Regions from separate parts of the Mus musculus genome. Here region 1 is linked to region 2. Evidence: chromatin contacts called from public HiChIP or PLAC-seq data. All regions are on one chromosome and are shown on one strand. Each heading gives the region's core, a stretch centred on a gene start, on an enhancer-like site or on the middle of the called end of the contact. The rest is flanking DNA. Distances are from core to core; before and after follow the strand shown. Region 1 overlaps Cald1 (caldesmon 1). Region 2 overlaps Cald1 (caldesmon 1).

What was found. HiChIP or PLAC-seq counts read pairs in DNA pulled down with a chosen protein or histone mark.
Region 1: a contact with region 2 is called in an H3K27ac HiChIP or PLAC-seq map of trophoblast stem cells, with 24 read pairs. The contact joins two enhancer-like sites. A contact is called at or near these places in 6 of 39 promoter capture datasets (cranial neural crest, frontonasal cranial neural crest, liver and 2 more), 11 of 484 Hi-C or Micro-C datasets (3T3-L1-derived adipocytes, the C2C12 cell line, the HPC-7 cell line and 4 more), 9 of 115 datasets of contacts at active chromatin or transcription factors (double positive thymocytes, embryonic stem cells, heart atrium and 5 more) and 3 of 9 other capture datasets (adipose tissue, liver and pancreatic islet).

What each region holds. Positions count from the first base shown.
Region 1 is chr6:34,715,604-34,720,733 of GRCm38.p6, forward strand. All of the region lies in intron 3 of Cald1 (caldesmon 1), which reads left to right. It overlaps Gm38787 (a long non-coding RNA gene), which reads right to left. Exons shown (of 3, transcript XR_868972.2): 2 at 1-1,322. Among named protein-coding and RNA genes, the nearest start is that of Gm38787, 15 kb to the right of the region's middle. Within about 2 kb of position 1,813, at least 104 of the 459 cell types and tissues checked have an H3K27ac peak or open chromatin away from gene starts, as enhancers often do. A contact at or near this core is called in trophoblast stem cells, where this site is marked.
Region 2 is chr6:34,648,869-34,653,772 of GRCm38.p6, forward strand. The region is part of intron 1 of Cald1 (caldesmon 1); the gene reads left to right. Gm13861 (predicted gene 13861) reads right to left here. Exons shown (of 2, transcript NR_167697.1): 1 at 4,719-4,904; 2 at 2,486-2,672. Among named protein-coding and RNA genes, the nearest start is that of Gm13861, 2.6 kb to the right of the region's middle. Within about 2 kb of position 1,298, at least 4 of the 459 cell types and tissues checked have an H3K27ac peak or open chromatin away from gene starts, as enhancers often do. A contact at or near this core is called in trophoblast stem cells, where this site is marked.

The sequences.
Region 1 (5,130 bases), core at 563-3,062, 67 kb after region 2:
TGCCCCCTCCACACTACAGTATAGCAAGCCTGGGGACCAAGTCTGTAACCCGGGGCTGGTGAGTAGACTGCTTCACTCTCCTTTTCTAGAGTTTCATCCTCCACATGGTTTTGTCCTTCATTTTGAAAGTCTCAGACGAAGGTTAAGATAACAGCCAAGTACGAATGGTCTCCCCATCCTTCAGAGAAGACCATGCACTGGCCGCTTTAGCATGTTAGGAAGGGAAACACTGTATGCATACAGCAGTGGATTCTACCGAAGGCAGCAAGCAAATCACACCCCTGTGGGGTTTCCAGGGGAAGAGAATGAAGTGACCACTATTAATCACTGAGTGAATGATGGTTTAAAGTGTCTCCACACAAGCCCATGTGTTGTACACTTGGTCCCCAGCTGATGGTTGCTGTTTTGTAGGATTACGGAAGCTTGAGGAGGTGGCGTCTAACAGGTCACCAGGCAGGGGGCTGGGGTTGGGGTCCAGGTTTTAGAGGATAGATCCTTGTCCTGGTAGTTTCCAGTTGCTCTCTGCTTCCTGTCCACCACAAGGTGATGTGTAGAACGGCCTTTTCTAGCTCTCACCGCCATGATGTTTTGATGGAACACACGTAGCCAAGCAACCGTGTGCAGAAGACAGTGTGAGTCAGAAGTTACACTTCTTCCCTGAAGGCTACAGCCATAAGAAAAATACCAGCAGCGGATAGGTTGCTAAGTTCACTGTGCTCTGCCTTCTCCACCTGTGGAAAGGCTAGCGGAAGCTAAGGGAACTAGTCCCCACAGCAACGAATCCCGGTGGAAGCTTCAATCAGTATACCACACCCCTGCTTTTGATTCTGAGCATCCCATTTTTCAGAAACCCCAGAGCCCCCGAGGCTGGGGCAAATGCGGTGGAATTGAGTCTGTGATTGACCTGCATTCATTATCATATCCCACTTTTCAGAAAGTCAAGAGTTCTTTGTCTCTGGTTGTACTTGCTTTGTTTAGTTCCCACTAGGAAGCAGGTCCCACACAACTGTCTTCAGGACAAGTCCAGTCTTCAAGGACATTTGCTAAACACTGAGGCAAAAAAAAAAAAAAAAATAGACTTCCTCATTTTTCTTATTTGTCCTAAATGAGGAACACCAGGAAGGAAAGAATGTGGTAGGATGTAAGATGTGTTTGTCAACCAGGGCCGCCAGTTCTTAAGTACTCTTGACAGATGAGCAACATGTATGTTAAGAATCCCGAGACTTGACCATCCTGAAAATCTTGGGTTCCAGTTTATCTGTTTATTAACAGTGTGCTCAGAGAGAGGTACTTAATGTCTGTGAGTTTCTTACTACATTCATCTACAAAAAAAAAGAGAGAGAGAAAAATGACTGTAGTTAACACAACTTCTGATGTTTAGTGAGAGTTCACAAGGCAGGAGGGGTGGGTGGTTAACTGTGAGAGCCATTTGAGGGAGTTAGTACATAGAAGGTGAGTGGGTTGCTAGGTAATCACAAGAGCAGGGCCAAGTCTGATGGGGTGAATTCGTTTCCTGGAACTTCCAGGGCAAAGTAGAAAGGCAAATGGGTGGCTTAGAAAGACAGAAGTTTGTTAGAAGTCTGAAAGTAACATCAGTGGGGACTCACTCTAGGAGACCACTGGGAAGGGTCTGTCCTGGCCTCTTCTAGCTTCTGATGGCCCTAGATGTCCCTTGGCTCATGGCCTTGTGTCTCAGTAGTTTCACATGCCATTCTGGATGTCTCTTTCCATTGCCCTCCCCCCATGCATGTCTGTGTTTGTGTTCAGAGGACACCAGTTGTACTGGATTGCATACCACTCAGATGACCTCATCTCCACGTCCTTACATCTGCAAAGACCTCCCATTGAAGTCACGGAGAGGCTTAGGGTTAGGAGATCAACAGAGCTCTGTGGGGAATGCAATTCAGCTCATTTGTAAGTGAGCAGATCTCCTAGAATTACATGACACTCAACAGGCCCAGCCAGACCTTTAAAGTTTGCTAATGTCCCCACAAAATGGGCAAACATCTTGCATCCCAGAGGGGGCTATTAGCTAGTCTCTTGAGTATTTCCTAACCACAAAAGTTCCCTAGTCCTAAGAACAGGAAGGGGCTTTTCTCCTGAAATGAAGGACACCCAGAAAGAATTTGTTAACTCTGTTAACTTCAAGGCAAAGAGTTGTACAGTCCCAGATAAAGCTTAGGTCTGCAAAGTTCACGCTCTCTGCTCTGGCCCTGCATACTTCTTAAATGTCCGACCTTACTTAAATATGCGCTTTGATCTCTCCTGGGTCTCAAGACTGGTGAGTTAAAGAGAGACCATGTAAAAGCCCCTACCCCAAAGAGCGGAGATATCTCTGTTAACCAACTTCTCCCAGGAGGCCTGGGATGCTAAGGAGTATGAGCCCCACTCAGAGCTACAGTGAAAACTCCCAATATCCTCAGGCTTAGGAAGACTACAGGAACACAGCAAAGGTGAAAGTGAGCATATGAAAAGAGAAATTTAGAAGAGAGGACATTTTAAGAAGTCAGCTAGACTGAGTGCCAATACAATGTAACCAACCTTCCAACTGAACATGCTACAACTGCTCCTTAACAAAGCAGAGCTGCTCAGTCCTTAAATTGAATACTGTATCGGTTTCCTGGGGTCACTGTTACAAATCACCACCCACTAAGTGGCTTAAAAATGATAGCTGAGTGGTCCTTCCACGGGTGACTGCCCTTCTGTGGATGAGCATAGGATACACCCAGACATAGAAATATTATCCACTACTGAAAAAAAAAAAGGCTGTTAAGTCATGGGGGAAAAAAAAAACTTGTCTGAAACTTGGACAAATACTATGAAGTGAAAGAAATTGGTCTGAAAAAGACCAACATAGCTTTTAAGCATACATTGATCTGTAGAAGCCAAGACTAATGGAGACAGAAGTCATTGGTGAGTGCCAAAGCTTGGGGGAGAAGGAAAGAGGCTTAAGAGGGGCCAGTGAGCAGAGTGCAGGAGGACTTGGGTGAGGGGTATATACTGGAGCTGTGGGGGCAGGTTGTTCAAATGCACAGACAGCATCAGGTCCAAGCGCTGGATAACCCTGCTGTCTGCTCGTGCAACACATCGCTTGGTTTTGGTTTTGAAGCTAAGGTGGAGTTTAAGAAGAAGCTGTCCCAATACATATCTAAACCCGAGCCTTAAGGGGGAGTGAGGTGCTTGGTTAAGAAGAGAATGGTAAACACCCAAGACCTGGTTGCGGGGTTATGGAAAGAGCAATACCTGCCTGGGTCTGTCAGATGTTCCAGATGTCCTTCTAGTTGAGGAATGCCTCTGGTTGGGGAGGCTATGAGCCTGGGGGACCGGGGATGTCTGAGAAATCTCTGCCTTCTGAGTTGTTCTTGAGACGTAAAACTACAAAGCTAGATCTTTAAAATAAGTCAGTTACTAGGCACAGTTGGCTCCTCTGGAGAGCTGCCTCCTCCTGTTTGGCCAGCAGTCTCTCACATTCCTCAGCTTGTAGAAGCGTAGTCGCCCTGATTGTCTTCCTTAGGTGGCTTTCTTGTCACATCTCTTCCCATGGTTTACTCCCTGCCCGGATTTCTTACTGGATTAGAACCCACCCTGATGACTCTGCCTTAAAGCCTAATTTCCAAATAAGGTCACATTCTGAGGTACTGGTAGTTAGGTTGTCAAATCAGGTCCTGGGGAGGTCAGGATGCATGACAAATACTGGGAGGCCGTAAAACTTTAACATGACATTTCATAGCTAAGTTCTTCAGCTATAAGTGGGGTAATTACTGGGTCTGTTTAAAATGCCAGCTGGCTGGACCAATGTTGGAGCAATGGGGATAGCTGGAGCTTTTCCTGGCACCCCACTGTCTAAAACCATCCCAGGGAGACTTAGGACCAAGCACCGGGCCTGGAGCTCTGACCTTGGCTCCTGCATGAGGTCTGGTACTGAGCCAGCCTCAAAGAGGCTGGGGGAGGGGATTCGCCTCTTCCACTTTGGGGCATGGGGAAGACAAAGCTCTCTGATGTTAAATTCCTGTCTACGTGTTAATGAGAAGTGGCATGGATTAAGAAAGAGGTAGAGAAAAGAAGAGATGAAACGCATTCCATCTGATAGATTTAAAACACACACACACACAAAACCCACCACCCCACCCCATGTTTTCCCCTATCTCCCCTCTACCCTCTACAAAAGCACAGGAAACCATGGGGCGGACCCTGAGCTTACACACAGGAGATGAGACGTACACCACCACCCCCCCCCTTTACATTTATTCTATGTGGATGTTGTAGTTTCCCCATTCCTCTGATAATTAATGTCATCACTGAAAAGGAGTTTGAGGTTCTTGAGTTGGTAAAAGCCTTCTTGAGGACGACGAGATGGCTCACGGGGTAAGTGCTTGCAGCACAGGCATGAGGATCTGAGTTCAAATCTCCGACACCCGCATAAAAACCCAAGCATGTCGGCTTGTGCCTATAACCCCAGCACTGAAGGAATAATGATGGTGGATGAGAAGGTGAGATAAGGAGACACTGTGCCCTTCAACAGCCTTTGTATACATGTACATCATATACATGTACATATACATATACATATACATATACCTGCACACATCACACACACAAACAAAATTTTAAAAAAATTAAAAATCCTCCCTGGGCTACCCCTCCCTTTTCATTGGAAAGCAACAACATGACCTGGAAGCCCTGTGTAGGCACAGAGCCCATTTGATGATGATGGTGATGGTGATGAGATGTTAATAATGATAATGATGATGACGACGACAACGATATAACAATGGTTAACACTCATTACTTACTATATGTTAAGCACTGTTTAAGGACTTGGAAAGTATTTGTTCATTTGATTATTAACACTACTAGCAGTAAGCAAGATCATCTTCATTTTACACATGAGCAAAATAAGGGCAGAGAGCTCCTTCCCGTGCCCATCTCTCCCCAGCCTGGGGGTGGGTAAAGCCTGAGTGCAGATGACTGCCCTGGCCCTGTACTCTGCAGCTTTTCCTGAATGAATGCTGGACCCTGTGTGTGTTTCCACAGTTCTGGCCTCTGGCCTTTGCGTGGTAAATCTGGCAGTGATTGTATCATTACATCAGTTCCTGACTGACGAGCAAGCTTCTTCTCCAGGAGGGGCAA
Region 2 (4,904 bases), core at 48-2,547:
AAACTGCCCCCTAAAGGCTGTATTCTGACTTCTCCTCTGACCTGTGCCATAGGACAGGTGTGCTCACATTGACATATACAATATACACAAACACACACACACACACACACACAGAGACAGAGAGAGACAGAGACAGAGAGACACAGAAACAGAGAGACGCAGAAACAGAGATATTTAGATTTTATTTTTTAACATATGCGTGTCTGTGCCTGGAAGGTACAGTGCTCACAGAAGCCAGAGGAGGGCATTGGATCTCTCAAAGTACAAATTACAGGCAGTTATGAGTCACCTCATCTAGGTGCTAGAAATGGAACTTGGGTTCATCTGCAAAACTAGGACACTTCCTTAACTGCTGAGCCACTTCTCCAGCAATAAATAATAATTAAAAACACCAATTGTTATTATTTTGTTTTTCCCAGACAAGGTTTCTCTGTGTAACCCTGACTACTCTAGAGCTCACTCTGTAGACCAGGCTAGCCTCAAACTCACAGAGATCTGCTTGTCTCTGCCTCCCGAGAGCTGAGATTAAAGGCGTGTGTGTTGTTACCACCCAGCTGACCACTTATATTTTAAGAAAGATAGCCATCTGGCTTTAAGTTGAGACAATGGGAGATTAAAGCTTACATACTGTTTACATTTTATCAATTAGTTAATGGAATTTCCAATAAAAAGATTAACACTGGGCTTCGGTGAGGCTTGACTGGACCCTTGAGATCAGCTCTGTCCTGGTTGAAGGAAGGAGAGTGGATAATGATGATTTCATTTGGATCTGAACGTGGACAAGGATAAGCATCTGGACACTTCATTTGATGCACACTGAGCAATCAACATGTTCTCAGCGTCATCACTGGCTCTGGGGATACAGAAATGAATGTGACCCAAGTAGCCTACTGCTTATTTGCCCCATGAAAGTCAATGTTGTCTGTGTGAGAGCAGGGAGCTCGTCTCTCTCCACCCCTGCTGTCCTTAGCAAGCTCCAGTTGGTGGCTAGAAGTCCAGTCCCAGGTAAGACTTGACTCTGTCTCATAAGGTAGAAAGAGTGAAAGATCGTTCTTAGATTATTTGTTCCTATGCGAGGACTAATCCCTGTGTCTAAAACAGACTTAGAGGAGCACACGGGCAGAGCCAGGTGTTTTCCTTCCATCCGGGAAACACGATGCGGCAGAACGAGTCGAGTTTATAGGAGGACTTTGAATCCTTCCAGCTACTTTTTAAATGGGATCACATGAAACCTAGCCCTTTTGATGATGTGTGTCACAAGTGACTTATGCGGGGAATTTCACATGGAAATTACCTCACTGGAGGCCTGCTTTGGTGTTCAAATACCTAGAGGCTGGGGCAGGTGCCTAGAGGGCTCACTGCTTGCTTCTCTCTCCTCTGTGTGATTTCCAAAAGGGCAAAGCAAACTGCAGAAATCAAAGAGCATTGAACTCTTAGTTTGAAAACATCTCAAGGCAATCAAGAAGGGAACTGATCCAGTCTCTAAAAACAGAGGTTGTGATTTGTCCCCAAACATCAGACAGCCAACTTTTGCTAAATTAACTTGGTTGACGGGTAGTCATACAGAATGACATTCTATAAAAAGAACAGATTTGGGGGCTGGAGAGCTGGCTCAGTTAGTAAAGAGTTTGCCATGTAACTGTGAAAGAACCTGAGTTTGGGTCTCCAGTATCCATGAAAAAAAAATTAAGCTGGGGGATTTGAGACAAGCAAAATCTTAAAGCTTGCTGGCCAGTCAGGACATCCAAATTAACAAGCTGCAAGTTAGGTGGTAGACCCCCACTTAAAACAAGGTGCCGGGGGACTGAGAAAAAACACTAATATCAGTCTCTGGCCTCTCTATACATGTATACCCCCATCATTGCCACCCAGAGAGAGACAGATACAGAGACAGACAGAGAGAGACAGAGAGAGATTTAGGATTTAGAATGCAGCTCTTGCCACTGCCAGCTGAGAAGACTTGGGGGAAATCATTTAGTCTCTGTTGACCTTCCTAGACCCCATCATAAAATATTTCCAGTAATATTTGTCTTGCTGACCTCTGGGGTTGCCATTAAAATCACTCCAGAGAGGGTGTGATGGCTAGTTTTATGTCAGCTTGACACAAGGGAGAACCTTGTGGCAAGAGGGAGCCTCAGCTGAGAAATGAGCCCACCCGATTGGCCTGTGGTGCATTTTCTTGATTGGTGATATGTGTGGAAGGAGGACATAAGCTCACTGTGGGGAGTACCACTCCTTGGTTGGTGGTCCTGGGTGCTGTAAGAAGGCAGGCCACATAAGCCATGAGGGGCAAGCCAGTAACCAGGGCTGCTCCTTGGCATCTACATCGAATCTTACCTCCACATTCCTGCCTTGATTTCTTGCCCCGATTTCCCTGGATGATGGACTACAAACTGCAAGACGAAATAAACCTTTTCCTCCCCAACTTGATTTTGCTCATGGTGTTTTATCACAGGAAAAGAAAGCATAACTAAGACACAAAGAATCCTGAAGCTCTGTTTATTGTAGTCGCACCGCTCTTACATTCTTAACTCCGCTGAGATGCCCCCAAGTGTTGCATGGAAATCGGTCCACAAAGGGTTCCTCTCTTATGTGATAGAGGCATTATTGCCTAATGACCAGCTGCTTCATTCCCACCAAGCATTCCAGACATTTCAGAGCAGGAACAAGGTCTATGGGAAAAGTCAAAAGGAGACCGGTCAGAGGAATTCCACTGGCTGTTCCCAGGGCCCTGTGTACAAAATGGCCCCCTGTGCCTTGTTATTTTTCTGTGGTCGCTGATGTCTACAGCTTCCTATACGAGGGCAAATGCAGATCTGGGTGACAGTGAATGAGCAGTAAGTGTGTCCATAACTAGTTTTCTAGTGCAAAGGGCGTGTGTCTCATCTATGGGATTGTGCCCTCCACCCAGGGCTGCTCCTTGGCATATACATAGAATCTTACCTCCACATTCCTGCCTTGATTTCTTGCCCTGATTTACAGTACTCTTCAACTGTAAATGCAAACAGCACAGGGCTGCCAATCTTTCGGCTAAGGAGAGTGACATGCTCAAACTTTCCCAGGGCTCCACACGGCTGACTTCAGCTGGTGTTCTAGGACAATGTGATACTAGCGTCTGACCTAAACCTTGAGTCTCATAGACCAGATGGTTTATGTCCACGTGTTGTGTTTAAAATGGACTCACTGGACACCTTAGCCTAAGGCTCTGTGGCGCATGGCAAAGTTGGGAAGCACCTACCATCTTGTTGGAGTGGAACAAGATTATTCTACTCTGGCTGTTCCTTGCCTTGGCTTTTGGCTTACTTTAAGAAACTGGAAATAAAAGAAATCATGACCTATAGCTCTGTCCCCAGGTATTGAAAATGTAACCCATAAGTCAAAACTATTACTAGAAAAAGAATTAAGACTTTGTTTTGTGGGTTAGAGAAATGGTTCCATGGCTAAGAGTATTTGCTGCTCTTGTGATGGGCCCAGGTTTGGTTCCCAGCACCTACATGATGCCTCCTAACTATCTGTAACCCCAGTTCCAAGGAATCCAACACTCTCTTCTGGCCTGTGTGGGTGCTACATGCATGTGGGGTGTGTGTGTGTGTGTGTGTGTGTGTGTGTGTGTGTGTGTGTGTGTGTACATGGACCACACATACACATAAAAATTGTATATATACATATATATGCACATACATACATACATACATACATGCATATGTGATAGTGCAGTTACCCATGCAGTCCAGAAGAGGACACTGGATTCCCCGACAGGTGGTTGTGAGCCATCCATTTGGGTGCTGGGCACTCAAGTCCTCTGAAAAATCATTAAGCTTTCTTACCTGCTGAGCCATCTCTACAGTCCTTTTAATATATACAAAAATTAAGGGCAGACAGCATACAAGACTAAACCAGACAAAGCCCTAGCATGGAGAAGAGGAAGTAGACACAAAGCCCAACCTCTAACCAAGAAGCTATTTGTAACTGACTAGAAGAAAGAAAAATCAGTTTTCTCCAGTGGAGTCTCTGAGCATATCGACCCCATTAATGCCGACCATGCCCAGGACTAGATGGCTAACAAACAAACTCCATTGTTTTGTTTTTCGGGAGGGCTTACATTAGGTTTTTGTTGTTGCTGCTTTGTTTTTGTTTTTGAGAGAGAGAGAGAACCTGAAGATGAGAGGGTAAGGAGGTTTGAAGACATTTAGGGAAGGCATTTAGGGAGGTGAAAAATATAATCAAAATATATTGTATAAAAACTTTTTAAAATAAAAATCAACTTTAAAAAAAAAAGAACAGAAGATTACGAGCCGGAGGGATGAGTCAGTGAGTGACAGGTTTGCCATTGAAATCCTGACAACCCGAGTTTGAGCTAGGGCCCACTTAAATATTTGGCTAGCATGAATTTTGGACTTAGTAGGTTAGAAAGGGAAGAAGACATGTATCTGGGAGGGATCGGGGGTCTGGAGCAGTATGGGGAGTGGATAAGATCAAAGCACACTAAGTACATATGTGAAATTCCTGAAGAGTAAATAAAAATTTGTTACGTGGAAGGTGAACACATGACCTCCACATGTGCACTGTGGCGTGTGTGCCCTCCCCTCGCCAACACACACCATGCACACACACATACATACACAGTAATATATTTAAAAATGAAGCCCGTTACTTCTTAGCACCTTGGAACCCAAGCAGTTAACATCACACACAACACATGAAGCTCCGGCACTCACCAAGAAAGGATGGCGAAGGGATGGTGAAGTGATCAGATGGGAGGGACATCCCATCAGAGTGTCTCAACAGCCTGAGGCTTGTCCAGGCCAGGCTTCCACCCCTCAGGATGTTCAATGGCCATCCATGCTAAACACCAGCCTCAGGTAAACAGTGACTCTGAGTTGAAGGATGTTGTTTTCCTCAGA